Linked DNA regions of Mus musculus: regions 2, 3, 4, 5, 6 and 7 are each linked to region 1. Evidence: chromatin contacts called from public HiChIP or PLAC-seq and promoter capture Hi-C data. All regions are on one chromosome and are shown on one strand. The core of a region is the stretch at or near the end of the contact, and the rest is flanking DNA. Distances in the headings are between cores, read along the strand shown.

Region 1 (3,820 bases), core at 1,156-3,655:
CAGAGCTGGGCCCCAGGATGATCTCCCGGAGAGGGGGGAGCTGTGAGGTCAGGTAAGTATCCACGTCCACCCGAACCCCAATCAGACTCAGCAGGATGGTGAACTGGAGAAGTCCTTCCGTTAAATATTTCTTCAGAGAAAGCATTGCTGAAGGACCAGAATATTTATGCTTTTTTGTTTTTAAATCTTCCACAAGACAAATCAAGGCCACTGCTCTGCCACTTCAGCCAGCAGGCTACCCTCCTCAGTGCCAGACCCTGGACCCCACCCTGGCACAACACAAGGGCTGAGCTCCCTGACGGCCCCAGACGACAGCACACCCCGTGGAGCGAAAGCCACATTCACTTTTCCCTTTTTGACACCTCACCTCGCAAAGTTGAGCCGTTCGATCGTTCCTAACACAGTCCAGGCGCTCAGGGCCCTCAACTTACTTCACCACAGCCCATACACAGTCACTTTCGGATTCACATTAGTTGTCCTCTATGGAGATCCACTGCAGGCTGCTCACACCAACAGCTGATGGAGTCTTTCTTTCCTCCTTTTTTTTTTCCCCCCCTTCTCCTTCCTAAGGTTTATTTTCTTTGGCTGGAGCTACAGGTCTTTGTCTTGGGTCAGAGTGTCCCGCCTCCTCTGCACTTACCAGGGGGGTTTCCAGAGAACCCTGAAATGGGAATCACAGAACAACAAGATAAGATTCCACACTCTTCACTTCATGGTCAGGGTAAGAAGCTCGGGCAGAGAGTAGGAAACACGTGTAAAGGTTACTTTTACACGGAAAAGCCAAGCCAAACCTGCTGTGCCAACTATGAAAGGAAAAGGAAGGAAAGAAGCACCCTAAATACTAAATATTAAATCTGCCACACTTCCTAAAAGGTCTTATTTGAAGCAGACTGTGCGTGCAAGGCATTCAAAACTTTCTTACACTTTGTCTCATTTACCAACACTCTTAATAGAACACATTACCCAGTTTCTAATTTTAGCACAAGAAGTCCATTTCCTATCCTTAAAAAAATTTGGTTTCCCATGTCATTGTCCTTTCCAACTCTAAAGAGAAGACAGAGATTATTACTGAGAGACTGTGAAAAAATACATGAAAATGTTCAGGCCTCCATTTCATATGCCTTTTTGTTATTCCAACTTTTGAAATCTCATTTCCCCTTTCCTATCATTCTTTCATTCGTTAATTAATTAATTTATTTTTTTAAATAAAAGACCAGCCTAATAGCACAGGCCACTCAGAACGTTGAAACGTTAAGATCAGGGGTTTAAGACCAGCCTGGTTTCAATAGTAAAATAAAAGAATGTCCAGGACAAGGATACAGATCACGGGTGCCTGGTTAGAGGCCCTAGGTCCAATCCCCAGTATGGCAAAATAAAAGAACAGGGTAGGGTACAGGAGGACAGTGGAAGATTGTGGAGCCGTGCTCCACCTGGAATTTGAATTCACAGGTTTTAGCTTTATTCACATGACCTTCTGAGCCAAAGCAGAAGGATATGGCCAAGTTCTCGATCTCACTTGCCAAGTGGGGAGAAGGTAAATTTGCCTTCCCATTTCTGATTTCTACTTTTGAGCTTCCATTAAATTCCTAAACTCCTCTACTGTGGCCCACTATCAACTTCGCTCTAAAGGTGAAGTGGGAGCGACACGTAGGAGACACACACACCCACGAATACCCTCATTCGGTTGAGTAAACATCCCTGCTTTTGAAACCCGCCCGTCCTCGCGCAATTTACTACTAAAACTTCCCAAGAGCCACTTAAAGTTTGAGAGAGCAGACAAAGTTCTTCAAAGCCCACAAGGCCAAAGAGAGAGCGCTCCGGCCCCAGTCCGGTCCCACCCTGCCGTACCCGAGTCTGGATGAGACCAAGCTGCCATGCCCACTCTCGCCGACGCGCCTCCAAGCTTTCTGGGACACGGAGCGACAAGTGCTACTTTGCTGGCCTTGACCCACCCTTAAAAGCGAGCCTCACCCCGCCCTCCGTTCCCCAGGCCCCACCCCGCTCGCGAGCCCAGCCTCACCACGCCCTCCCATGCCCTCGGCCCTTCTCAGTCCAGCCCACCCAGGAACACGCTTTCTGGTCGGCCCCGCGTTTCTTTCCGGCCGTGTCCAGGGCCCGAGCCCGATCAAGACCCCTCTCGGCCTCCCGGGTCCCGCCTCCTGCTCCTCAACCACATCTCGCCGCCCCTTATCCCACAAGCTTTCGGCCCTGTTGCACCGCGGCTATCTCGTTGGGGAAGGGAATTAGAGCAGGTACCCGCTGCTGAGGTCACAGTCTGTCGCTGCCGCCACAGCAGGCCCTCAGCCCAAGTCCCGGCCTCGCCACCGCCGCCGTCGCCGCCACCTCCGGCCGGCCTGGAGCGCCCAGCCTCGGCTTCCCTCCCCGCCCCCTCCTTCCACTGCACTCGGAAACCCGCCCGCCACGGCCACCCCAGAAACAGTTGGTCCAATCAGATAGCCGGGACTAGAGTCGTCACCGGATGTCACTTTGATTGACAGCAAAGAAAACCCAATAGTCGAGTTTGTGTCTGCCCACTCGGCACAGTCCTCCCGAGACTGACGTGGAGAGAAGTCCAATGAGTGTGCAGGCCCGCCCCCCGGTATGGACCCACCAATGAGTGAGGCGAAGGCCCTAGTGTCCGGCATTCTGAACCTCTCCGCTGCGGGTTGGAGGTGGGCGGTGTTGTAAGTTAGGTGATTCTAGCTCATTGTGTGCCTAGGAATGCGGTCCTTTAAGGCAGATAATGGAGCATTGACGCCGGAGCCCGAGATTCCGTCCTTGAGGGTCCCCACGGTGACTTGTAAAAGTCCAGTGAGATCCGAGGGGGGGGCCGAGGCGGAGTACGGAGCATGTGGCTCTGATGGTCGCGACGTTCGTGTCGCCATCTTGAGTCCTGGCAACGGAAACCGGTACCCCCTGTCTGCCTTAGAGCCTGGTGTAACCTGTTCGTCAGGCAGGAAGGGTGGCATCTTGTAGCCCAGGCAACAGTCAGGTCGTGGAAACTGCGGGGCAGACGAGGGCCTTAGAGAAATGTTGGTAGTGTGATAGATAGGACATAGTAACTCGTTTTTGCCATCAAAGAAACACCGGGAAGAGCCCCTCCCCTTCCTCTAACCTCGCACACAGCTTAGTTTTTGCTTTTCAGGAACGTTCCATCGTTGCCAGAGTTCCCCATACAACTATAGTACCAAAACATTTTTTGTGACTCAAATATAAGTGTGCTCTCAACATCATTTATTAGATTCCAAATTACAAAGCCTTTGTGAGATTCTTGTTCAGTGACCCTGTGGTAGGGGCCTGATAACGTTCCCTATAAGTAATTCTGATACAGCTGGTCCGAAGACCACATGTAGGAAATCATTGTATTGAAGTTTGTACTGTGTAGCTGTGGGACAGAGGTGAGATGCCAACTGAGTTCTTGTCTCCTTTTAAGAGGCCATAATCTAGTTGACAGTTCATTATTCGCTGTCCTTGTGCAATTAAGGACAAGGCCAACTGATAATGCAGCAGATAAGTTCACTTCACGCTGTGCTAGGAGAGTTAGCACCAATATGGAGGGGTTCTCAGAATGTAAAGTACGTTTCACAGATATAATATGCACCAAGAATTCAACTGATTCTTACAAAAATTATTAAGCTACCACATACCTTTTTAAATGGAAACAAATTATTTTGAGCTAGTTAACACTTTCAAAGACTGTTTTTACTTCATCGTTTTTTAGTGTGTCCCAATAAATTACTAGAATACAAAATTTATGAAAACTAGACATTTGTGTATTAATTGTTGGGTCTTCAAAACAACAGGCATAGTGTCCCATGCC
Region 2 (3,874 bases), core at 550-3,049, 970 kb before region 1:
GTGCAGGTGTCAGGCCAGGGCCCATGTGTGTGTTCACCTCTATGTGTGTTCTACTGCTAACCTATGCTCCTGCCTGCCCACCTTATCCCATGTTCTTGGAGACACTTAGCATTGTCATCGGGTGGGTGTGACCTGTCCGATTTAGCTCTTTAGTGATATCCTACATAGTGAGCTTATTTTCAAGTCTGAGGCTATTTTCCTCTTTTTTTTTTTTTTTTTTTTTTTTTGGTTTTTCGAGACAGGGTTTCTCTGTGTAGCCCTAGCTGTCTTGGAACTCACTCTGTAGACCAAGCTGGCCTCGAACTCAGAAATCCGCCTGCCTCTGCCTTCCAAGTGCTGGGATTAAAGGCGTGCATATGTTGGTATGAATGTGGAAGCCAGGGTCAATGTGAGGTGTTTTCTTTCTTTCTAAAGACAGGTTCTCTCATTGGCTGGCCAATGACCCTTCTGCCTTCACTTCCCCAGCATTAGGACTACAATCCCCAGCATGCCCAGCTCTGACATGAGTTCTGTGGATGGAGCTCAGGTCCAGCATGGTTGCATGCAAGCTCTTTACCTGCTGAGCTATGCCCCTAGCACAGGTTTTGCTATTTTTCGGCAGGCAGTTTTCTTACAGGCTTTGAGAATTTATTTAGATTTATTTGCTATTTATGCATTACACATGCATATCCCTAGTCTGTGGCTTACCTTTTCTCTTAGTATGCCAGGCCCTGAGTGCCTTGCAGTTCACCATTGAGCAACAGGCCCAGATATTTTCACTCTTCTGATGGTACTTGGAGTAGCACAGTCCTCGTCTGTGCGTTTTATTCGGGCTTTGTTTAAACTGAGGTGTAGGCATTCCCCTATGTCGTCAGCCAAGCTCACCGCTTCTGTCACTTTCAGGTCAACAATTCTCTTGGGACTTTCTGCTGTGTTTAGTGTTAACAAGAATCCGATTTCATATTCTTTCCCTATAAGCAAGCACACAGCAGGATGTCAAGTAGGTCCTTTCCCCTAACTCTGTTGTGCTACCTTTTATTATTATTTAAATTTGTGACACCTTTGTTATTATAAACTATGCATAAAGGTGAGGCTGCATCTTGCTTCCCTATTCTGTTCCATCGGTATGTTTATCCATCCAGACATTATCTTAATTTCTTTAATGTACAGTTAACAAGCATCTTTATTTTCTGGTAGCGCAAGTGTGCCTCCTCTCACGTCTTGATCTTTTTGAGGTTGCGATGGTTCATTCAAACTGATCCATTCAGATGTTTTAAAGAGTGCGTGGGTTGTGTCTGCAAGAGGCATGCTTAGAGAATTAATCGGAGAGTCGGGAGAGGCTCCTTTTGGTTTCCATGGCATCCTCCCAAGGGTGAGAACCTATAGCCACCGTGCCAATCACTCTGTAGGGAGACCATAATGCGTCAGCAGGCTCCCTCGTCATTTATCCCACAGGGACGAACACAAATCCCAGATCTTAATCCAAAGAAGATACAATACTCCCTGTACATATTTTCCACCCGCGGCGCGATGCAGCTAAAGAAATCCTTAGCGATTCCTGCCCTTCTCTCGGAGAAACACCTCATGGACGGTGAGAAACTGTACTGATCGCCTGCCAGCCTGACTAAGTGACTGTTGTCTAATTGAAACACAACCTCGCTGGGTGAGCAATGCAGAACCAAAACACGGGTTTATGACCCCTAAACGCACAAGCCTCGGGGAATCGCTCTCTTGTACCCAATCAGAGGTCCCCTGGCACCACTTACCCGCCCCCCGGCCCCGTCCGGCCACTTCATTCGCGGCTCACAAAGCAATCCTACCGCGCGTTCTGCACAGCAGCCAATCAGAGGGTAGGGGGCGGGGACTCCGAGGCGCGGTGTGTGCAGCGGTACTCAGACAGGAAAGCCTCGGGATCCTTCGGGTTCTTTCGTTTTCCCTCCTGGGTAAAGTTATGTTCAGTCTTCCATCAACTCGTTTATTTTTCCGCCCGACTCGGCGCGCGTGCGCAGTGCCTCCCAGCCCAGGCTGTTCCTGAAATGTAATCGTGTTGAGACACAGGGAGGGAAGCTGAACGTCCATTCTACAGGTCAGTGCATTCCCTGCGGAGGCTCGGGTTGGTTGCTACTTCCTGCAGGCCCCAAAACAGGGATTCTAAGGCCAAAAAAAGGTTCAGTGAGGTCCCACCGAGATTTGAACTCGGATCGCTGGATTCAAAGTCCAGAGTGCTAACCATTACACCATGGGACCTGCTGGCGGCTTAAGGCGCCCGGCAGCCTTCTCAAGCCACATGACGTTGGGCAACCTTTTCTAAGCTTCGCTACACTTGGCTTGGGCCCGTGGCCGGTGGCCGCGATGGCGGGCAGACACGGAACCACCGAGATTCTCATGTCCTTACGAATTCCAAACGTTCATGGGCCCCGAGGTGTCTGTCACCTCTTCCGGTGATCCTCCAAGGGTCCCGGCTCTTGACCCCAAGTCTCGAGGGCGGCTGGTCGTCCGATCGGACCAAGTCCGGAGAAAGCCGGCTCCGGTCCCGGACTCCGGGCAGGAGGTTCGGCGCACGCAGCCTGGGCTTTCTACTTGTTTTCTGCGTTTATATCAGGAGGGCTGTGGCTAGGACGCTTTGGCCCAGCGGGGAAGGACGCGGACTGGCACGTGGTGGCACAGCCGTTCAAACCCCGGACGAAACCTGGGGTACAGACGGGGATGCTGGAGAGTGCGCCGCACGTGGATGCCGCAGCCCCTGCTCCGCGCTATGCAAATTATCTGTAGGGAGATTGGCGCTTCCAATTCAGCACTTCCCCCCGCGCTTCAAAAGGCCGGACTACCGAAACTTCTAGTGTGCCGATCCTTAGAAAAACCCAGTCAGAATTTTAACAACAGACACCCACCATTCAACACACCACGCGCACACACACACATATCCCGCAAAACAACAACAAAATCCCCACTTCTGCACTGTCTAGTCTTTCATTTTCCCTAAATGTGTTTCTGCAGGTCAGTCAACACTTTGACTCAGCAGTTCACCTTCGGAGCATTACCCTAGTGGACATCCATCTGTGCCTCGAGGCTGCTTCAAGGATGCTCTGGACTATGTATTGTTTATTATAATATAGTGAGGCTTGGCCCCATAATGATGGCTATTGTATAAGTCCTCTACAAGAGTTTAAGAAATAACCTGTGTGCGAGGCTCAGATAAGCACTAGGGACACCAGGAATGTTAACTACACAGGAATGTCTGTTTAGTGAGAGAGATGTATGACGTGTCTTCTGCCCAGAAGGCTGGGAGCAGATGTGGGTAATGGCCTGTGACCTGAGACTGATAGGCTGAGATCTCACCAGTTCCTCCCTGGACTCTTATCGGTGAGCATGTTTTTCTCAGTCTATAGAAACTATCTTTCTGGAAGATGTCACATGTACTTTACAAAGAGTTCCAGTGCAGTGGTGTCCTAAGCTGTGCTGTGCACAGGTGATTGGGTTAATTATCACCAGGTAAGTTTTCACCAAATAAACTACTTGGGGTCAGGCTTGCAAAGTTTGAACCAACACTGGCTGCTTAATTGTATTGAATTGAGCAACCTTGTTTCCTACAGATCACCACTCTGTAGAGGTCCCCTGGCACCACTTACCCGCCCCCAAACATGTATTGAGACAAAAGACCAAACCAAACAGCTCTGCTTTTCACTTCTTTTTTTTTTTTTTTTTTACAATTTTTTATTATTATTATTTATTTATTATATGTAAGTACACTGTAGCTGTCTTCAGACACTCCAGAAGAGGGCATCAGATTCCACTACGGATGGCTGTGAGCCACCATGTAGTCGCTGGGACCTGAGGAAGAACAGTCGGCACTCTTAACCACTGAGCCATCTTACCAGCCCGCTTTTCACTTCTT
Region 3 (4,019 bases), core at 496-2,995, 950 kb after region 1:
GCCTCTGGACAATGTGTCTGCTTCCAGGTGTTCGGACAACAACCCACAAAAATACACCCATTTCACATTGTCATCTGCACTGACAGCTAGGGACAGACAACCAACTGAAGATCTTTTCTGGTAAGACTACATAGTCTACTACAGGGGAAGAACTTAGCCAGGTGAGTGGCAGATTACATAGCATGAAAGACGGAAAAGACCCTAATTAGAGAAAAAACAAAGTGTTCCATAAACCGCAGCAGTCAGACATGTGGCCGTGTCTGTAAGCCCAACACTGAGGTCCAGCCTGTGCTACCAAGTCAAGCCTTGTCTCAAACAGGGAGCTGAGGCATTGATCTCAAAGGCTCTCACATGTGTAGCTTCCTTGACAGCCACAGAATTAAGATCCCATCTTCCAACACCCAGAGAACTTCTACCTTCCACTACGACTTAAGGAGCCTCCCAGGGCCGGGCGTGGTGGCGCACGCCTTTAATCCCAGCACTTGGGAGGCAGAGGCAGGCGAGTTCGAGGCCAGCCTGGTCTACAAAGTGAGTTCCAGGACAGCCAGGGCTACACAGAAAAACACTGTCAAAAAAAAAACCAAACAAACAAACCAAAACAAGCAACCAAACAAAAAAACAAGCTCTCCTCCCCGCTCACCCTTTTTCCTTAGTTCTGGTTTGCCTTTCTTAACTGTGGCCATCACCATGTCCCCAACACCAGCAGCAGGAAGTCTGTTCAGCCGTCCCTTGATTCCCTTCACAGAGATGATATACAAGTTTTTAGCTCCTATAGGAAAAAAACAAACAAAAGTAAATTTTGTATGAGACCGGCAGAATTCACAATATAGAGTCAGCAAGGCTATACACCAAGTAACTCAGTCTCAGAAAAGCATGAACACAAACAAACCAAAACAAACCGTTTTCGTAAAACTCATCGGGCTTGTAAGTAATCTTTCAGAAGTGTCTTGTCACAACACCGATTGAAGTTAAACAACACAACACGTTGCCACTTCACCCAAAAGTGGTGTTTTTCACTCTGCCCCTTCTTGACGGCTCAGTGGGTCACTAGCAAAAGGCTCACTGAGTGCTTTTAAAAGGGGACGGTGGCAGGACGCGGCCGAAGGCCTCACCTGTGTTGTCTGCACAGTTGATCACAGCTCCGACCGGAAGACCCAGGGAAATCCGGAATTTCGCCCCGGAGGACCCACCGCGTCCTGCGGGGAGGGAAACAGACAGGACAAGGGTCCACATTCGGTCTCACAGTTCCCAACTATAACCCACCGCACACGCTTCGGCGAGGGCCGGCCGCTCCCCGGCTACCACGCACTTGTCACGGGACCCGGCCGTGCCCATTATTTGCATCCTCCTGCGGAAGAAGGAGACTGCGAGGCTCCAACCTCGTCTGCATTTGCGGGGACCGCAGATATCGCGCAGTCCCGTCGACCCCACGTTCTCCGTTCGGCCCCATGCTCCGCTCCTACACCAGCTCAACACCATTGGCATCGCCCTCTTTCAGGGCTCCCTCTAGGCCTCCGCGGTGCCCCCATCTTCTCTATCTCCGGCCCCGGGACTGTAAACTATCACCGCCGCCGGGGGCCGTCGCCAAGGGATGGGCGGGCCATCCCGCGCGGCAGATGCCAACGGATCCCCAAACTCAAAATTCCTCACCTCGCTTCGACATCTTGAACGCCCGGAAAGGGTCAGAAAGGAAGTTAGTACAGGGGACACTGGGATATGAACGGGAGGCCCCGCCCACTCAGCCACGTGACCGGACCTCGTCCAGCCCGCCTCCCTCCCCGGGTCGCAGCTAGATGACGTAAAAGGCCTGGGCCTCCGCGGGACCGTTCTGCGTGGGAAAGCTGCGCTTAAGATGTGTAGGGGCGAGTAATTTTGGGGCTACACCCAACGCCTCGGAAGTAATTGGCGATATGGACACATTGCCTTTTGGCTTTTTAAAATTTGCTTAACAGCTTCTTTTGAGCTCTGTGGCCAAGCCCCTCTCTGGATAACAGGGATTCGAAAATTATTGCTGCGGGTGTGGTGGTGCTCGCCAATAATCTCGGCATCGTGGGAGCTGAAGCAGGAGAATTGCGGCGATTTCAACATCACCTCAGCTACCCATGAGATCCTTCCTCAAAACAAATAAATACATGAGTAAAATAAATTCTTCTGTAAGGGTTCCTAAAGAACAGACACATGGGGCAAGAGCAAGTTCAGAATGGTTTCATTTGGCTGTGGAACAATTAAGTGGAGCGCTACAGATGAGTCTGTGTGTTTGGTACCATAACATTCTTTCGTCATGAGAGTTAACAATACTCTATTAGTGACATTCACACAGCCGCTCGGACTACAACTCAGTACCTTATTATTAATTATTCTTAGACTTAGCCCACAGCTAACCGTGACCGATTGATTGGCTTTGTTGCTTCTTAAAGATGTGCAAAATTTCGTAAAGCTTAAATATAGGATAGTTTATGCTTGCTTATAATCAAGATGGACAGGTTTTGTTTTGTTTTGTTTTGTTTTGTTTTGTTTTGTTTGGGGGGACAGGGTTTCTCTGTATAGCTCTGGCTGTCCTGGAACCCACTCTGTAGACCAGGCTGGCCTCAAACTCAGAAATCCGCCTGCCTGCCTCTGCCTCCCAAGTGCTGGGATTAAAGGCGTGCACCACCACGCCCGACTGGACATGTTTTAATTTATTAATATTAATTTCCCCTTTTACTACCTCAACCTCTCCCTATTTTCCTTACCTTCTGTTGAAACATTCATTCAAATGTGCGTTGAATACTTATATCAGGGCCAGATTCTGTCCAGATTACATGAGGGAATAAAATAGAGCATTATTCTTGCCTTTATGGGTTTTCCTCTGCCAGGGTAGAGGTTGGAGGCAGGTAATAGATACTAAATAATAGGAGTGGGCTGGAGAGATGGTTCAGCAGTTAAGAGCACTGACTGCTCTTCCAGAGGTCCTGAGTTCAATTCCCAGTGACCACATGGTGGCTCACAACCATTTGTAACGGGATCTGATACCCTCTTCTGGTCTGTCTGAAGACAGCTACAGTGTACTCATATAAATAATATAAATAAATCTTTAAAAAAAACCTAAATAATAGGAGTAATTGTGAGAGTTCCAGTATACAGTATATCGTTGTCAAACGGGAAGAAGTATTATGAAGAAAGGACAGTGAGGTATGGAGAGGTGAAGGGACAGGTTGCAATAGAAACATTAGTGCCTGATAGTTTGTCATCTCTCCTATTCAGATGCTATCCCAAGTTCAAGGCCACCCTGAACAATGTAGAGACCCTATCTGAAAATACCAAATACCAAATAGGAAAAATGGCTAGGGGGTGTCTCTCAGTACTGGAATACATGCCTAACATATGCAAGATTTGTTTGTTTGTTTGAGACAGGGTTTCTCTGTGTACCTGGGGCTATCCTAGAACTACCACTGAAGATCAGACTGGCCTCAAACTCAAACATTCACCTGCCTCAGTAAGACCCCCAAAGCTGGGCCTCTGCTCCTGGGATGAACTGGCCAGCACCCTAATGACTCGAGAGAAAACCGTACCTGATGCAAACTGCAAGAGGTTTTATTATCAGCTAGCTGAGGATGAAGTCCCTCTGCAGTGCAGGGCAGGGGAGTTCGACCCCGAGCTATAATGATAGGGGGCTGAGGAGTTGGGAGGAGCTGGGTGGAGTTCTTCTCTGCTGGGTGTCCTTGGTGAAATTTACAAGGCATAAGGAGTGGGGAGTGAGTTCTTTCTGAATTTTTATCTCCATGTCTTTGGCACAGGAAGCCAGACAAGTGCCTGGCTGGGTCTTTTACAATTATCGAATCTCTGGTTGTAAAGTATAGAAACAAAAAGGCTTTTTGCTGGCTATAAAGAACAAAGAGCTTCTTTCTGGCTGTATTTTTAGAGACCAGGGAAAACAAGCTTGGGGAACATCCAGGGCTTTACCTTCCAGGGAGAAAAGCTCTAAGTCGGAGTCTCACACCTCTGCCTCCCGAGTGCTGGGACTGAAGATGTGTGCTGCT
Region 4 (4,307 bases), core at 1,718-4,217, 830 kb after region 1:
GAGAGGGCGGAAATAATTTTCTGTTTCGCCCTCTCTGCCCCAGTCCCTTTGCAGCGGGGACGTGCGTAGATGCGGGAGCGGGATGCGCCGCCCGCGCTGGCGCGCGTCGTTGGTGGCTAAAGAGAGGAGCAGCAGGGATTGAGCGCCTACTGTGTGTGTTAGGTCTTTCCGTAGGTGTTCTAGGTCCACACCGCAGGGTAACTCCTCACTTAAGGGAGGGACCTGCGGAGCCCAACCAAGAGTTGAAAGCTGTACGGCCAGAATATGCGTGACACCTCAAATCAGTGATAAGTCATGCTACGGAGAGCACTATAAACTTCAACCACTTGTTGGTTGAGACCCGCTCCTTGTTTTCTGGGCATATGCGCGAAGTGGATGCTCAAGAAAAGATTGGAAGCAGGCGAATGAGCCTGACAGCTCAGCCACCGGTACCCACTGCTAATCCAGCCTGGTCTCCAGAGGGTTCCCCAGGATTAGAGGGAGAGCCCTTGCAATAGAACGTTGGAGAAGAGGCGGCAGCTCACTTCTTCACAAGCTGGAGACACTGTAGCAGAGCCTTAGAAGAAGGCAAGACTTTGTTTAAATCTTGCCTCTGTAGCTTTCAAGCTGTGTGCCTTTGAGCAAGTCATCTACCCCATGGCAACCCCAATCACTCCAGCCAGAAAATGGAGGACGTTTCCACCCTTTTTAAATGACCTTAAGGGAGAGTTAGGTCAAATTCACCGAATTAAACCAATTTAGTGAAACGTGCACCAGCCGTCCGTCCCAAAAGCTTTGGGTACATGTTGGACACGGGCTTGACTTAAAACAGGCTTTCTGTTCCGAAGCCACCAATTCTTGGGCACAGGGACCAAGGGGTTGTGACCCTCGTCCAAGGGAACCCCAAACTGGCCACTTTGACAATAAGGGTTTCAGATGCAAATACTCCCCAACATTGTGAAACTGCCACAGAGTTAGTTAGGACAGACATTTCCACGGCTTTCTTGTAGTTTTACTCTTGGTGGTAAAAGTCATTCGTTAGAAACTCCCAAGTAAGGTTCCTCTTCTGAGTATTAACTTTTCGTATGAGCACACTTCACAGAATAAAAAATCGTCATAGCCGAGATCCCGGCCTTCGACCTGTCCTGATTCAGAAGTCGTAAAACAGACTACCGCAAGTTTACTTTTCTAGACACAGTGTCTTCGTTCCCTCAGCCTCCGTGATTCCCAGGGTCCAAACTGAGCAGATTTGAGGGCTCCAGCCCAGAACTCAGCTTCACAGACCTCCCCAAACTCCCGCCTCGCCAGGATTAAGGGAGTAAATCCCTGACGCCACAGACCAGGTCAAGGACAAGTTCTCCCCCTCCTTGCTTCCCCCCTCCTGGGCGGGGACTCATCTCCCCCCCCTTCCGGGATGAAAGGTACTAAAGAAACGCGGAGGCTCTGGCCCCTTGATGTTCCGGTTGAACAGGTGCTAGTGAAAAGGAGGCGGGCCCGGCGGAAGAGTCGGCCAGGGGGGCAGTGCGCCGAAGGGGGAGCGGCCCCCTCCACCCTCAATCCCCCAGCCCGCCATCTCCTCTCCGAGCCCTCTGCCCCTCCCCCCCAGGAAGCGTTCCCGGCCTAGAGGTCTTTGAAGTGTGGATGAAGCCCCCAGGGCTGCCTTCTCCCCTCTGCCACCCAACCTCCCGCTGAGGGGGTATTTGACCTTTGGTCCCTGTGGGGGCGCCGTCTTTCCCCTTGCAAAGAAAAAAGGGGAATCAGATCTCGTCTTTGGGCTTATACCAGTCTGGGGGAAGTCTTGGGTCGCTTTCCATCAAACCCTAGACCCAATTTCGGGGACTTTAATCCTTCGTGGTGCGTTTTTGTACGCTACTGTGATTCTATACCTGCCCAGAAGTCAAGGCGTGATTCTGTTGGCAAGCACTTCCGAGGCAGCTTTACTCACTTTAAAACGCAAGGCACGCCCTGAGGCTAGGGGTGGAGTTACGACTTAGAACAGAGATCTTGAATTAAGGTGGGGTACCTCATTGTACCCCTAAGGTGCCTAGAGACCTTGACATTGAAGACTTCAAAGGGAAGTTCCTGGAGGGCAGGAATACCTCTACTCTGGCGCGCAGCCGACTCTAGCATTCAACAAATTTTTGTGCGGGGCGTGGTGGTGCACGCCTTTACTCTAGCACTTTGGTGGCAGAGGCAGAATTGGGAGTTCAAGGTCATCCTTCACTAAGTGGTGAGTTCGAGGCTAACCGGAGCTACTGGTGATCCTGTCTCAAACTAACAAAAAAGATTTGTAAAGTAAGTAAAAGTTTACACGTGGCATTGTCTACCCTCCAGAGTGACCTCCAGGGACAGCACCCATGAGCTGCCATCCAGAGACACCATTCCCATTCCAAGAACAAGCACGGGTAAATGGTTTAACATCGCTCCAGTTCTTTTTAAGAGCCCTGGTTTTTTTCATCTTCCCTAGATTTCCCTAGGGTTGAAGAACACCCAGAGAAGGGGGATGGGAGACCGGAGACCCAAAGTGTGACACGGAGGGGAGGACTCGGGAACTACCCACCTAGAGTCATAAAGGGAAAAAGAAAAGACGGGGAAAGCTGCACTGAGCGCACGAGCGAAAAGCTCCCTACCAAGCCAGGCTTTGTTCCCTGAACCTAAGACTTTACCCGGCGGCGGGCGGGCCGGGAGCGAGCGAGCGAGCGGAGGCGCGCGGCCATGGCTGCCGCGGCCGGGCAGGGGGGCCGGGGGGGCGGCGCGTGAGCGGGCGGCGCGGGGCGGGCGGGCGCCCGCGATGTGCCACTCGGCGCCTCCCCCGCCGGGCCCTGCTTGCACCGCGGCCGGGCGGCTCTGGTAGCCGGCGAGCGGCGCGGAAGGGGAGCGCGGCGCGCGAGTCTCATTGTTGGGGGGGGGGGGCCCGTCGGGGCATGAGGGCGAGAGCACGGCGGGGGGGGCGGCCAGACAGAGCGAGCGAGGAGGAGGAGGAGGACGCCGAGGAGGAGGAAGGAGGAGGCAAAGAAAAGAAGCGGCGGCGGCGGCGGCGGAGGAGGGGGCGAGGAGGCGCGCGGCCCCCGCTCCCTCCCTCCCCCCCTGACCCCCGACCCCCGCCGGCCGGCCCCCAGCCCCAGCCCCGGAGGGAGCTCATGGGAGTATGAAGGAGATGGTAGGAGGCTGCTGCGTATGTTCGGACGAGAGGGGCTGGGCCGAAAACCCGCTGGTCTACTGCGATGGGCACGCGTGCAGCGTGGCCGTCCACCAAGGTAAGGGGAGGGGGGAGACGGCCGGCGGGGGGGGGGGAGCTGCGGGACCCCGGGGCGGCGCGCGCACGGGGTGCCCTCGGCCGCGCCCTCCGGAGCCCTCCTGGGGCGCCTGCCCCTCCCCCACCCACCTGAAGCGAAAGGCGGCGTGGGCTCCCCCCCATCCCCAGCCTGGTCCTCCAGGACCGGGTCAGGCATTGTTTTCTTGCCTATTGTTCAGTCCCGCGCCCCCCACCCCAAGTTGAAGGAGTTTTGGGGAGAGTCCAGGGCGCAAGGAGTGAACTCCCTGAGCCCCGCACCGCCGGTGTCAGGGCTGTCCCGGGAATGTTTACCTGCGAGGTAACCCCCCCTCCCGCCCGGTTTATTTTGGTTCCCGCTCCGGGAGGAAGAGGTCAAGGGGGGGTCATCCCCCTTCGCTTCCGGATACTGGGAGGAGCGGAATTGGGAAGGGAGGAGAAGGGTCCCACGGGAGAAGGGATCCTGAAACCCTCCGGGGAAGAGCTGAGGCTGGGAGAGCGGTTTTACAGGGGGCCGGAATGGAGGAGAGAGAGGTTTGGAGTTTCCCCCTGCCGCCGCACATGGTTCGGGAGTTAACTCCTTAAGGAATCTTGCCGAGGGCGCAGGCTGGCATCTCCGCCTGTCTGGCACAGGCAACCACCACCACCCCCCTTCCCAAGACAACCCTTAATGCTGTGGCTGCGGGCCTTTCCCGCCACTCTCCTCTGGGTACCTGCCCCGCACCTGCCCTCTGTTTTCACTTTTGACCTGTACGTGTGACAGAGGCAGAAGATGAGGTCCTTGAACCCCCGACTTCCTTGGCTTATCCCTTACTGGCCCTTTAAGAAGCACCCCCCCTCCCCTCATAACAACAAAACGTGTTACAATCATGACTATTTCTTGTTCTGGTGCCTAGGGGACTGGTCAGGGCAGAGGCGGCGGGGGGGGGGGGGGGGGAGGGGGAGGAATTCAGGTCCAGAAAAAAGGGAGAGGGGTGGGATGAGAATGGAGGATCTTTGGAAGTTTAAGGTCAAGGACTCTGTCAGACTTTTTGCCCCTGTTTGAAATGCTTGGTTG
Region 5 (4,165 bases), core at 982-3,481, 780 kb before region 1:
TAGAGCCAGGCTCTACTAGCCCACGTTACCCTATCATTGCACTCACAGTACAGGCTGGCAGGACAGAACATGCACTGGTTATTTCTTTCTGCACTCATGATCAATCAAGAGGAAACACCTTCTGTTAGAAAGCAAAATTCTCTCACAGCATTTGAATGAGATGGTAATGGAAACAAGGCTTTTTAGAGTTTATAACCCAGTCTTACAAGCTTGTCAGATCTGTGCTGGGTCAATATCTGGACACAAATACAGTGGCTTTTCCACACTGACATCCTGTAGCCTGGGCCCATCTTGACTCCCATCTGCCCTCACAGGACATGCTCACGCCCAATCTTGAAAGCTACTTTTGGTATCCACTCAGGGTTAGTTGTTCTGTCATTGACTGCTGAGAGTATAGCCCTGCACTTCCAAATGATAGGGAACCCACCACAAGTAGTTCTTTCCACAGATGCATCTACTCAGCTGCCAAAAAACTCCTTCCTGACAGGTTGGCCCAGGTGACTCCGTTTCTTTACACAAACCCTCCCACACCCACAGGCGCTTCCTCCTTCTGCCAAAACAAACTTTATTGCACCAAAAAGGAAAAAAAGAAAACTTCATTTATGTACAGTCAGATATAAAGACATCTCTTTGACTCCTGTGCATATATTTCCTCAACTTAAAACCAGGGCATAAAAGTCAGGCTGCTATGCCGGACATGCTCTGCCCCATGGCAGGGCCAAGGAGAAGATTGTCACTTGAAAGTGGGAACACTTAATGGATGACAGACAACACTGGACCCACAGACCAAAGGCATCCTCAGCCCTGGACTAGCTCTGGGAATGGAAGAGGGAAATTGGAAGCAGAGTCCCCTTTCAAACCTCCACATGACCCAGCCACCATGTAGCCAAAACAAAACTGCTCCCCAAGTGACCTGTCCCTGTCCAGTTCTCTGCTTTCTGCCCTCCCAAGAGGTCCCTCTTTGTGCCCTATCTTCTCCCTATCTCTGCAAGGGAGTCCCATGATCCACAAGTCAGAGACCTTTATAGCAGCGGGCAGGGCAGGTGGCTCTCTCCATTTCTCAGGGCTGGACACTGACCAGAAGGCCTGTATCATGTGGATCACTAACCATCCACTGGAAGCCAGAACAGCAACCCTGAAAAGTGTGAACTGTATCAACCTGGGAAGGATAGGTTCTTCTAACCCAGAGCCACTGAAAACACATATCCTTACTCAACCAGCTGAAGGGTCACTGTAGCTAAATTCAAAGAAAGGAACAGCTCCAGTGACAAAGAGGGAAAGATAAAGGGAGAAGTCTCCAGAGTCCCAGCCACAATCCCTCGAGCCATTGGCTGTCCATGCTCACAAATCCCCAGGGATGGGGGTAGGACAGAAGGGAGGACAGGGACTACAGACGTAACAGCTAAACAAAATAGGGACTAGCATTAGTCTTACCGTGCTCCACCCCAAGAAAACCACCCTCATTGACTACTATTCAGGACAATCTGTAAGAGACTATTTTATGTAGTGGCTCAAATCCCACACAGGCTGCAGCTGCCTGTGCTGGGAACCTTTCAAATCAGTGATTGTGGGGACACAGTGAGCAGCTTCCTGACGCCCATGCAGACTTCACAGAGACCTGGGCTCAGTTCCAGCTGGCTTACCTTCTACCTGTAACCTAAAATTCGGAGGAAATGGTGTGAGGGAGAAGGTGCTCAGGTGCTAGGTAAAGCTTACTGATCAGCAGCCCAGACTCCACCACTGTTCCTTGTCTTTGGTCTGTCTAGAACAGTGACTATATAAATTAGGAAAAACAAAGTTATGCTGGCCCATGGGAAATAGGGGAGGGGAAGAAAAGGGTGTTGGGAAGCCCTGCTTCAAGACTGAAGACAAACAGATAACCAACCAGACTGCTTAAGTGTCATGGACAGCACCCCCACCCAAACTCCCAGATATCCCTATAAACCACTTGGGCATGCTCCCTCTTGGGTTCTCATTTTCTGTCTTCTCCTATCCCTAATTAGCTGGCCCTGCAGAGAGGTGTGTTGGTTGTTTAGCTTTGCCAGAGGCCATCACTCCAGGTACTTTCACAAAAGTACCCTGGCCCTGATCCAGGATTGACTGTTGCCCTAGGTGCTCCAGCACCAAAGAGGTCAGACTGGGACCAGCCCCACCCCCACCCCCTGGGGTTGAGCTTGCTTGCTTCTTGCCACCTTGCGGACACCTTTGAAGGGAGATGCACAGTGCCTCTCCGTCCCTGGGGCGAGGGGAGGGGCTCTGCTGGGACTCTCGAGTTGGGGGAGGGGCAGGGGAGCAGGGTCTAGACCCTCAGGCTCCCATGAAGGTCTGTCTCTGTCCCAGAGGAGCTGCTATCAGAGTCCATTTCAGCATTTTCATTATGGAGCCTTTCCAGCACTTTCTGTCGAATCAGTCCGAGGCGCATCAAGAGGGACTGGTAGTCAAAGTGGCCCCGCTTCTCTCCAAAAGGGTCCTGTGGAAGAAACAAATAAAAAATCCACAAGGGGATGTAAGATTTAAGTCTCTAGTATAGCTTTGAAATGCATGCTCACCTTCTGGCACAGAGGAAGTACAGGTGGTCCAAATGGTTCCAAATAAAATAGTGTATTACTAGTAGCTCCAAACAGGTCTAGCTTGGGCTAACACTAAAATAGGTTTGCAATCCGAAAAGAAGCCAATATGCAAAAGAGGATATGGGGAAATTCAATGAAATATCATAATCATTGGGTGAGCCCGTGCTTTCCTTTTAATTTTTTTTTTAGATTTTATTTAATACCCCCCACCCCCACCCCAGACAGGGTTTTGCTGTCCTGAAAATCATTCTGTAGACCAGTCTGGCCTCGAACTCAGAAATCCGCCTGCTTCTGCCTCCCAAGTGCTGGGATTAAAGGCATGCATCACCACTGCCCAGCTATTTTATTTAATACGTATGAGTACATTGCCTACATGTATGTATGTATGTACATGTATATATGTATGTATGCATGCACAGGCAGCTCATGTGGTAAGGTGCCCATAGATGCCAGAAGATAGATTCAGATCCCCAGGAAGAAAAGTTACAGACAGCTGCTGTATCAGGCAGCCTGTGCTTTTAACTGCTGAGTCATCTCTCTGGCCTGAGGGCCTGTGTTTTCAACCTCTGAAAACTCAAGAAAATAAACTCCCTCCATATTCTGTCTACACAAAGGATACTCTGCTTTTCTAAGGTCACAGATAGGTGTAAAAGTCAAGAGTACGGATTTCCCAATGAGCAGTCAGTGCTCTTAACCGCTGAGCCATCTGTCCAGCCCCTACTCTTTCTTATATGAAGCCAGAACACACTTCCTCAGTAGGGAATAAACTAGTTACTACCTCTAAAGCAGGAATCAACATCGCACTATGCACGACTGCTACCCTAAGTCACCTTTCTCTGTAAGCCCCTAGGGTCAGGGACAGAATCGCTACAGTGACTGTTTTACCACCCTTGATGTTTTGAGCAGGCTAGATATTCTTATAAGAGTTTAAAGGACTCTCCTAGAAAGGAAAGGCTTATAATGTATGTTCTGGAACAGATAATTCCTACTTGACTCTGAGTATGACTAGAAACCATCTCTTCATGTTCTTAAGCAAGTTAGTCTTTTCTCTGGCCTCCTCTCTACTTGTGACATTTTATGAGATGTGGGTGTAACCTGTGTGAGGGTGATTGTCCATGCTCTGTGTGGGGCTTAGAATTAGCAACAAGAGAAGGCATCACCAACCCTGTTTTGAATACAAACAAACAAAAAAGAGAGAGAGAGAGAGAGACAATATTACCTGCATAGTTTGGCCTTGAAGATGCAGGCGATCTTTGCAGGCCACCTCATAGAAGTCATAATACTCCAGGAAGGACTTCTCCATCACTCCCCTGGAAATTAAACAGAGCAGTGGGAAACATGAGGCACGGGTCCCTCCTTCACATCCCCCCTCACCCCCCCAAGATAATGTTTCTCTGTGTAGCCCTGGCTGGCCTTAAACTCAAGAGATCCACCTGCCTCTGCCTCCCAAGTGCTGGGATTAAAGGTGTGTGGCACCACTGAAGAGTGAACATTCTTGGCTGGGTGGTGGTGGCATTGCACTTTTAATCCTAGTATTCAGGAGGCAAAGACAGGCAGATCTGAGCCAACCTCATCTAAGGAGCACAGAGAAACTC
Region 6 (4,083 bases), core at 1,547-4,046, 820 kb before region 1:
GGCCAAAAAAACTTCAGAAATACAGCACGTGCCCAGCTGAAAAGAGGGACTGAGAAGACCAAAACTGGACTGAGGGCTGCTCCCAACTAAGGACAGGAAACAAAACTGCACTGTCAACAACGCGTTCACAAAGTCTGATGTGAGAAACCCTGCCTCAACACTCCACTGCCAGAGTTCAACCGCAGACTTCGGAATTCGAGGGGACTGGAAATCCATCCTGAAATTTTAAAGGTGGAGATACCCCATTTGGCGGAAAAGAGAGAATACGGAGTAAAAAGAACTCACCAGAGGAGACACACACACACACACACACACACACACACACACACACACACACCCATTCATCCTCCGAGTTCTAGACCCTCCAAAGAGCCCCAGCTCACAGCCTCAGCACAAAGCTCACCCCAGATGGTCCCTTGTAACAATGGACTGAAGGAGTGGGGGTGGGGGGGTTGGAAAGGGATAGCACGGCCAAAGCACATTCATTGAAAATCCAGTTGATGAGGTACTATAAGATGCGAGGGACTGGGGATGAGGGTCTGTGTAGGGGGGCAACAAAATCCATGCCTATAACAGAAATTATTAGGCCAGCATAAGGAGATCTGAATGGGGTACGTTGCTCATTAATCACCCCCAGTAGAAAAAGAACACTCTCAAATCTACTAACAAATTGTGTTATAAAAAAGATGAGAAACATAGGAAAAAGGAGGCCTGATAGAAAGTTATAAAAAAAAAAAAATCACCACCACCATTAGTTTGAATTCTCCATATTTAAACTCCCATACAGAAAATGGTCCCAGTCCCACACTATGAACTAACTCCACAGAGTTCCTGCTCTATTGATTTTTTTTCTCTTTAATTTTTCAAGTAATGTCTTTTAGCCCACCCCAATCCCAAGTTGTTGGATTTCTTCTAAAGCTATAAAACAACCACTACACGATCCTAGCCAATCTCTCCCAGCCCCCAACATCCGGAGTTGGGGGTGGGGGTGGAAAGGCCAGTAATGGGTTTGTTCCACTGGAGACGCTATGGACCCCTAAATATTACTGTTTCCCAAAAGGAACTCTTTTCCTACCTTTGTTTTTTGGGGACTGAGTGTTCAATCTCTAGACGTTTTCCTTGCAGTTCTACTTTCCCTGAAGATTTAAAAAAAGAAAAAAAAAAGAGATGAATGAGTGTAAAGAAATGGGGGAGGGATGGGGTGGAAGGGTGAGTAAGGGACATTAGCTAAATTCTAGAGTTCCTGGGGCCTCCTAGAAATCCAGGCACCAGCTGCAGAGGCCTGTGGGGGGAAAGGTTGCTCCGGGTTTGGTAGAACCCGTAATTTCGTTGGGTTTTTTTTTTTCTTCAATTTTTTTCGTTTTATTTCCATTAATCACGTGGGCTGATTGAGCAGCCTGCTCAGATTTGGGAAAGGTGTGAGCGTTTGTGTGAGCGCGCTTGCTTCGGCGGCTCCAGAAGTAGAAGGAAGGAGACAGGCGAAAGCAGGATCGTTTCGCGAAGTGGGGCGGGAGTAGAGAATTAAAACTTTATTTTCCAGCAGAGCCACGGTGAAGGGCTTAGGCGACCAGGCCGGGTCGGGGCCACAGGGCTAGCGGAGGGCCCCCGGGGCGGCGCGGCCCGGGGCGGAGGGTCCCTCGCGGTAGCCGCGCGCCTCTCGGCCCAGCCTCGGCGTCTCGGGAAGCAGCATGGCGACCCGCCGCCGCCACCGCCACCGCCGCCGCGCCACCCGGCTCACGCCCCACTTTCAAATCAAAATGGCTCAAGCCCCAGGCCTTGGGCGGGAGGCGGGAGCCCCTTCCTCCCACGTCCTGCCTCAGGGCTTAGTCCCTAGTTAAAGCGGGAAGAGCTGAGGTGCGCGAACCCCCATCCTGGAAAGGCCCGGGACGGAGGGCAGGGGCTTTGGGGGTGCTCTAGCGCATGGGGGGCTGACTAGGGGCGGGGGGGAATCGGGGAAACCACGCCTATACCCGAACCCCAGTGTTCGTGAGACACCCCCACCCCCACCCCCACCAGTTGCCAACCGGGGCTCCCGCCCCGTCGGTGGGGAGGGGTGTAGGGAGCCGCCACGAGCGCCTCGGGCTGGGGGAAGGGGTGAGGAAATCCCGAATATCTCCGCGCCGGGAGAAGGCGTCGAGGGAGGCCGGGCGAGGCTGGGGACCGAAGACGGAGGCCGAGCCCTCCCGGACCCGGGAAGAGTTGGCCGGCAAGGAAAAGAGGAGCTGCAGGTCCCCGTTGTTCCGGGATTTCGTGTGTGTGTGTGTGTGTGTGTGTGTGTGTGTGTTTTCCGGGGAGGTGGCCGCGCTCTTACCCGAGAAAGTTTCGATGGCCTTCATCGCCCAGTGCTCGTCGGGGCAATCCACGAAGGCGTAGCCGGATTTGACCAAGAACTGGCCGCTGTAGGAGATCTTGTGCTCCGCGAATACTTTCTCCAAGTCTGCGGGGGTCACACTCTCGTTGAGGTTGCCGATGTAAAGCTTGTTCATGGTGGCGGTGGCGGGGCAAGGACACGGTTCCAGGCAAGGCCGAGCCGGGCGGGCGCGGGCGGAGAGCCTCCTAGGCCGAGAGGCGTGGAGACGGGCGGCGGGAGCCGCAAACTTTCTACGCACCCCACCCCTGAAGTTGTCCGGAGCTCCGGGCGGGTGGGCGGCCTGAGGGCACGCGGGGGTCACGGGAGAGTTTGGGTGAGCCCGGGAGAAGTGCCCGCCGAGTGCAGGGGAGGCTGACGACGACGCGGCGCGGCTCCTTCCCTTCGGTCCGAAACCCCTGCGAGCGGGCTGGTGTGTCACGTTTCTCCGCGGCCGCCCTGGCGCCGCCTCTAAATAAAATCGACTTGAAAAAAAAAAAAAAATGGAGCAGGAAAAAAAAAAAAGGCGAAGCCACGTGGTGACAGCCCCCACCCACCCTGCAGGGAAAGACCCCCGACGCCACCGGGCCCCTTGGCCCTCCAACCCGGACCAACCCAACAGTCTCCAATCTTGGGGGCGGCACTCAGCGCACCCCACGGGTAAACCAGGAAAGTGGAAGCAGAGTTCCCCCCCCAGCTCTCCTATCCCCCTCCCCCTTTGCAAGAACCTGGCCCCTAAAGCGGCGCCCCGCCCCCACAGCGACCTGCACGGGGGGGGGGGGTGGCGGGGGGAGGGCGGTGGCGACCCAAATCCCCCCAGTTCTTAGGAATAAAATGTACGGTAATTTTTTTATTCGTTTTGTGGAGACTGGGCTGCCCACCCCACCCCGGCAAACTGCTAGCGACTGACAGGCGGGGGACTGCCGAGACAGACAAAGAGAAGCTGAGGACTCTGGGGTCTTCAGGAGGGGGTCGCAGGAACCGGTTATTTAAAAGGAAAGACGCCTTTCCTCTACGTTTCTAAGTAGGGGGTCACTGTCTTTCCCGCTACACCGCTAGACTTCGCTGGCCTCCCGGGTCCTGATTCAGGGGACCCTGAGAGCGCGGGATCGGGAAGCTGCGGACACGGGACACGAGAGACAGCGCCTGAAAACGAGGGACCCGCAGGAAATCATGTTTCGGGATCCCCACTGGAGAAAAGCTGGCTTGCACCCAGTCCAGCTGCTGGATGACAACACTCCAGCATCCTTGGGGGAAAGCCTGCACGACCCGGCTCGAGAGCATCCTCGAAGATCAACTGGGTGGGGGAAAAACGACGAGGGGTGGTCGCACCACCGATCGACCCCGAACCGGAGGGGTTGGCTTCAGAAGGGAGGGACCGGGTTGAGCTCCGAGGTCCCCCTCGCCCTCCCCACGCAAGGAGCGGACAGGTGGCGTCGCCCGCCTGCGTCCGCTCTACCCGCGATGCACTGAGCGATGGTCCATGCGCAGGCTGTGGGTCTCAGAACTTAGTTTTGGGGTGCTGGATTTTGGAAGGCCGCCGGGGGAGGGGGTGCAGAGGCCCCGCCCACGTCCCCAGGTCAGCCCGGGGCGGGGAGGGGGTAATTTCCGCTCCGCGCTTGAGGAAGCGAGCAGCGGGGGAGGGGGCTGCGGCCCTCCCCCCTCCCCGTGGGGAGGGGGAAGTGGATCCGCCCAGGTCCCTTCCCTCCGCTAGGACCGACGCGTTCCGGATCCTC
Region 7 (3,698 bases), core at 210-2,709, 920 kb before region 1:
GTTTTGTGTGGGTTTTGTTTGTTTATTTGTTTGTTTGTTTTTGAGGGAAACTGTCCCATTTCAGAAATAGAAAGTCAGAAGTTGGAAGAGATGTTTCCCCAAGGCCACACTGGCCAGCACTGTATAGTCAAAACAGGAAAATAGCAGACTTCAGAGATGAAAATCGTAGATCTAAGGGTACAATTCTAGCTCTTTATAAGTGAAGGAAAAACAAAGTCTGGCCCAAAATGTGCCAGCCTTGTGTTCATTAGCATCATTCAAGTTGACTGAGTCTATGAAACAGAAGTCCCAGCTCCTATCTCCTCCCACATGCAGGAAGCAGGAAGCTAGAAAGAATATTGAAGGACTCTGGGATTCCTGAAGCCCTTCCTTAGCAATGCACAGCAGACTCCCAATATCTGCCTTCCTCCACTCTCTCCCTAAATCCTTTGTGGAACAAATGTGTGCTTTAAAAACAAACAAACAACCCCCCCCCCCCCAAACCTGGTCCTGGTGCAGAGTCTGCAAACCGTATACCACTGAGGAACTTCCTCAGCCCCTTTGAAAGTTTTGAGATCAGATCGGATGTCCATCTGGCCTCAGAATTGTGGCCCTCTGCCTTCCAGGTAGTTTAGTAGTAGTGACTGGCCTCTGAGTGTCAGGCAAGCACTTCACCATCAGAGCTACATGCCCCTCCCTTTAACTGCATTTGCTTTTGAAAAAAGAGAGAGAAAGAGAGAGAGAGAGAGAGAGAGAGAGAGAGAGAGAGAGAGAGAGAGAGAGAGAGAAACTTTGAGGAGGTGTGTGTAACACACCAAAATGATTTCTAACTCACACAACTCGTTTCTGATCCTTCTGAGTGTTTTGTAAAACTTAATCGAACACGCCTAAGTTCAGCCTCTTCAGCGTTCCACGGTGTTGTGCGGTGCATTGAGGTACAGCTGAGCCTCTTACTCCTGATGCAACCTTCTGAAACCCATTGGCTCTGTGAGGGCTGCTATAAAACTCTCTGGAAAGGACTCAGGGATCCAGGCTCTTACACTTGCCTAAACCCACATCCTACAGCTGGGTACCAGACTCAGTCAGGTAGGCGCCTGATCCCCGTTCAGCGCACCCGGCACCCCCAAGACACGACCCCACGCTCGGACTTGCCCCCCACCCCCTGGAGATCAACCTCCAAGTCGGATTTTCCCATGGGAAAACCGGTTCCGGGTTTGAGCCGGCGCAGCGTCTGAGACGGGAGAGAGGAGCGGGATGTCTAGCCAGGAAGGCACGCACTGTGCCGGGAGATCCTTGTCACCCACGCGAAGACTCCCCGGGCTCCACCAGCCGGCTGCCTGCTGTCTGAGCACTGCTGGCTGCCGCCGTTACACCTGTTCCTCCCCAACTCCGCGTGCCCACGTTCCTCCGGCCCAGGGACACTCACTACCTGGAAGTCATCGCAGCTCGCTCCAGCCACTTCTGCAGACTGCCTACCGCAGGTCTGGACGCGAGCAGGAATGAGCTGCGAGTCCCAGGGACCGCGCCCGCCTACCTCGCACAACCCCCGCCCAGGCGCTGGACCTTGCCTCGCGTCCAGGATGTGTTCCAACGGTTTTGACACTATTTAAGTTGGTCCACTGTGGCTGTGCGGCGCCAGGAGCCTATGTCCCGGTACATGATCCCTCCGGTGACCAACGCCCAGGCTTTTCCTACTAGAAGAGTTACAGTCAGGTTCTAACGCTTTATTTACTTGTATAAACTATAACAGCCCCGACGACAGTTCTGTGGCTTGATTTTCAGGTGAAGAAATCTAGGCAAGTTGGGGATAATCAGACAGTAAGCAGCGTCTCAACCCACTTTGGTGTATTTTATGTCCTTTGGGTTCGGGGCTAAAAATGCAAGCCATCTCTGCTCACCCCCATTTCTTTGGTGGGCAGGTCTTTTAGAGGGAGATAGAGAGGATTCAGGGTTTTACCCAAACTTCAGGATGAACTAGGTGAAGCTGGAGAAAGTACGATCCCGTGCCACCGCTTTCCTCATCCGGGCAAATGGCTTTCCGCTCTATCTGCTCTCGCTCCAGAGCGGTCCTCCGGGCTTCAAGGCGTGTCCTAGCACGGCCTGGATAACCTGGGCGCTCGCTGCAACCTGCAACCCGCAACCCGGCCCCTGCGCTTCTTTCCAAATTAATTCTCTTTCTCAGCCTCCCCGGGTCATCAAGCTTTTCTGTCCACCCTAGAAAGAAACACAGTTTCGTAGTCCACTCCTAGCTCTCCCTATCATCTCGGGCCCTTCTACAGCTCAAATTTCAGTTCCCTCAAATTCAGCCTTTGTCCTTACCTTTCCCCTAACACTCTACCGCAAATTGTCGTGACAGGAAAACAAAGCCGCATCCGTAGCCCAATCTCTCTTACAATGACCTATCGGACCACATAATGCCTTTTTGCTTGGACGTAGGAAAAAAGCGAATTTCACTCGAAATCGTTCCGCATTTGTGTTTGTGAAACCCTTTTCGAAAGGTGTTGGGGGTGGTTTTCGGGGGGGGGGGGCTCTTCTCCGTTGAGACGAGAATGGGATCCTACTGTTGTTCTGATCCTGCCAAACTGCGTGCATGCGGCTAGTTTCAGGTATGCAGAGGACGGTGTGCAATCGTCTGCTTACACATAGTATACCTTGCCGTGTCCCAGAAAGGAAGTACGGCTAAAAACAAAGTAATCCTAAATATCCAACCGGGTAAGAAAGATATAGTCACTGAGGCAGGAGGATCAGAATCCAGGGTCACCCTTAGTTACACACCAGTTAGATGAATATATAACTCGTAGAATGCAGCGTGGGGGAGGGAGGATCTTTGCCCGCTGTACACCTGACAGGATTGCCATAGAATATACAAGAAACTCAAAAGAAAGAATAAAGCCATTTTTTCCAACTCCATCATAAGTCTGATCTCCCTCTTTTCTTTTCTTTTCTTTTCTTTTCTTTTCTTTCCTTTCCTTTCCTTTTCTTTTCTTTTCTTTCTTTCTTTTTTTTCTTTCTTTTTTTGTTTTTTGTTTTTTGCTTTTTTTTTGAGGTGGGGATGGAAAGGGGGTTGAGAATGAAGTAGAAGCAGAAAAAGAGATAAAGAGAGACAGAGAAAGAGGCGGGGGAGGGGGTAAACACTCGGAGAGAGGGCTGGGGAGAGAGAAGCAGAAGCCAGACGGGCTGGTGGGCGTCAGAGAGCCCCTTTTCTTTTCATGGTGGATATGAATTCAGCTTTCTGGGTAGTGATATGGCGCCTGTCAGGTCAGGACAAGACTATTTGTGGTATTTAGTAGTATGCCAAAGTGGATGCTGACCTGCATGCAGACTTCCTCAGTTTCACAACTGCCTGTGGCTGCTTTTCCCACCCCACTCCCTACCCTAACTGTTCCCAGCCCATGCTGGTCCCTTCCTCACTTTCTCCTTCCCTTAAAACCCTTCCATTTCAGCTGCGTGCTCGCTCTTTCTTTTCTTTCTTTCTTTCTTTCTTTCTTTCTTTCTTTCTTTCTTTCTTTCTTTCTTTCTGTCTTTCTGTCTGTCTTTCTTTCTCTCTCTCTCTTTCTCTCTCTCTTTCTCTCTCTCTTTCTTTCTTTCTTTCTTTCTTTCTTTCTTTCTTTCTTTCTTTCTTTCTTTCTTTCTTGTTTTCCTAGACAGGTCAGCTGTGCACTCTTGATTGCTCTCCTTTGTCTTCTCCTCTCCGTCCCCTCTCTTCTGCTCCTCTCCGA

The links. Promoter capture Hi-C pulls out the DNA fragments that hold promoters and counts their contacts. HiChIP or PLAC-seq counts read pairs in DNA pulled down with a chosen protein or histone mark.
Region 2: a contact with region 1 is called in an H3K4me3 HiChIP or PLAC-seq map of bone marrow-derived macrophages, with 2.6 times the contacts expected there. The contact joins the promoter of 4833417C18Rik here to the promoter of Nfe2l1 in region 1. A contact is called at or near these places in 1 of 39 promoter capture datasets (hippocampal neurons), 1 of 484 Hi-C or Micro-C datasets (CD8 T cells), 6 of 115 datasets of contacts at active chromatin or transcription factors (bone marrow-derived macrophages, embryonic limb bud, neural tube and 2 more) and 2 of 9 other capture datasets (adipose tissue and macrophages).
Region 3: a contact with region 1 is called in a promoter capture Hi-C map of fetal liver, with 4 times the contacts expected there. The contact joins the promoter of Rpl23 here to the promoter of Nfe2l1 in region 1. A contact is called at or near these places in 3 of 39 promoter capture datasets (fetal liver, liver and pre-B cells) and 1 of 115 datasets of contacts at active chromatin or transcription factors (bone marrow-derived dendritic cells).
Region 4: a promoter capture Hi-C map of liver shows a contact between it and region 1, with 2.8 times the contacts expected there. The contact joins the promoter of Mllt6 here to the promoter of Nfe2l1 in region 1. A contact is called at or near these places in 2 of 39 promoter capture datasets (liver and pre-B cells) and 3 of 115 datasets of contacts at active chromatin or transcription factors (bone marrow-derived dendritic cells, memory CD8 T cells and pancreatic cancer cells).
Region 5: a contact with region 1 is called in a promoter capture Hi-C map of embryonic stem cells, with 2.5 times the contacts expected there. The contact joins the enhancer-like site here to the promoter of Nfe2l1 in region 1. A contact is called at or near these places in 1 of 39 promoter capture datasets (embryonic stem cells), 6 of 115 datasets of contacts at active chromatin or transcription factors (the 230-238 cell line, the NIH/3T3 cell line, bone marrow-derived macrophages and 3 more) and 1 of 9 other capture datasets (macrophages).
Region 6: a contact with region 1 is called in an H3K27ac HiChIP or PLAC-seq map of embryonic stem cells, with 4 times the contacts expected there. The contact joins the promoter of Igf2bp1 here to the promoter of Nfe2l1 in region 1. A contact is called at or near these places in 1 of 39 promoter capture datasets (neural stem cells), 8 of 115 datasets of contacts at active chromatin or transcription factors (bone marrow-derived macrophages, embryonic forebrain, embryonic stem cells and 2 more) and 1 of 9 other capture datasets (pancreatic islet).
Region 7: a promoter capture Hi-C map of the SN4741 cell line shows a contact between it and region 1, with 4 times the contacts expected there. The contact joins the promoter of B4galnt2 here to the promoter of Nfe2l1 in region 1. A contact is called at or near these places in 1 of 39 promoter capture datasets (the SN4741 cell line) and 1 of 115 datasets of contacts at active chromatin or transcription factors (pancreatic cancer cells).

What each region holds. Positions count from the first base shown.
Region 1 is chr11:96,827,563-96,831,382 of GRCm38.p6, forward strand. Nfe2l1 (nuclear factor, erythroid derived 2,-like 1) reads right to left here and starts at 2,406. Exons shown (of 5, transcript NM_008686.3): 1 at 2,257-2,406; 2 at 1-661. The coding sequence starts at 145.
Region 2 is chr11:95,857,018-95,860,891 of GRCm38.p6, forward strand. It overlaps 4833417C18Rik (RIKEN cDNA 4833417C18 gene), which reads left to right and starts at 1,800. Exons shown (of 2, transcript NR_045187.1): 1 at 1,800-2,065; 2 at 2,977-3,874. It overlaps Gm38959 (a long non-coding RNA gene), which reads right to left and starts at 1,434. Exons shown (of 3, transcript XR_880173.3): 1 at 688-1,434. n-TQttg6 (a tRNA gene) reads right to left here and starts at 2,226; the gene lies at 2,155-2,226.
Region 3 is chr11:97,780,694-97,784,712 of GRCm38.p6, forward strand. It overlaps Rpl23 (ribosomal protein L23), which reads right to left and starts at 1,746. Exons shown (of 5, transcript NM_022891.3): 1 at 1,651-1,746; 2 at 1,113-1,196; 3 at 641-769. The coding sequence starts at 1,663. It overlaps Snora21 (small nucleolar RNA, H/ACA box 21), which reads right to left and starts at 1,073; the gene lies at 946-1,073.
Region 4 is chr11:97,660,445-97,664,751 of GRCm38.p6, forward strand. Mllt6 (myeloid/lymphoid or mixed-lineage leukemia; translocated to, 6) reads left to right here and starts at 2,968. Exons shown (of 20, transcript NM_139311.2): 1 at 2,968-3,236. The coding sequence starts at 3,128.
Region 5 is chr11:96,047,945-96,052,109 of GRCm38.p6, forward strand. Ube2z (ubiquitin-conjugating enzyme E2Z) reads right to left here. Exons shown (of 7, transcript NM_172300.3): 6 at 3,790-3,880; 7 at 1-2,470. The coding sequence ends at 2,300. Among named protein-coding and RNA genes, the nearest start is that of Snf8, 15 kb to the left of the region's middle. Within about 2 kb of position 2,232, at least 13 of the 459 cell types and tissues checked have an H3K27ac peak or open chromatin away from gene starts, as enhancers often do. A contact at or near this core is called in embryonic stem cells, where this site is marked.
Region 6 is chr11:96,003,148-96,007,230 of GRCm38.p6, forward strand. Igf2bp1 (insulin-like growth factor 2 mRNA binding protein 1) reads right to left here and starts at 2,797. Exons shown (of 15, transcript NM_009951.4): 1 at 2,312-2,797; 2 at 1,076-1,136. The coding sequence starts at 2,486.
Region 7 is chr11:95,913,412-95,917,109 of GRCm38.p6, forward strand. It overlaps B4galnt2 (beta-1,4-N-acetyl-galactosaminyl transferase 2), which reads right to left and starts at 1,460. Exons shown (of 11, transcript NM_008081.3): 1 at 1,409-1,460. The coding sequence starts at 1,419.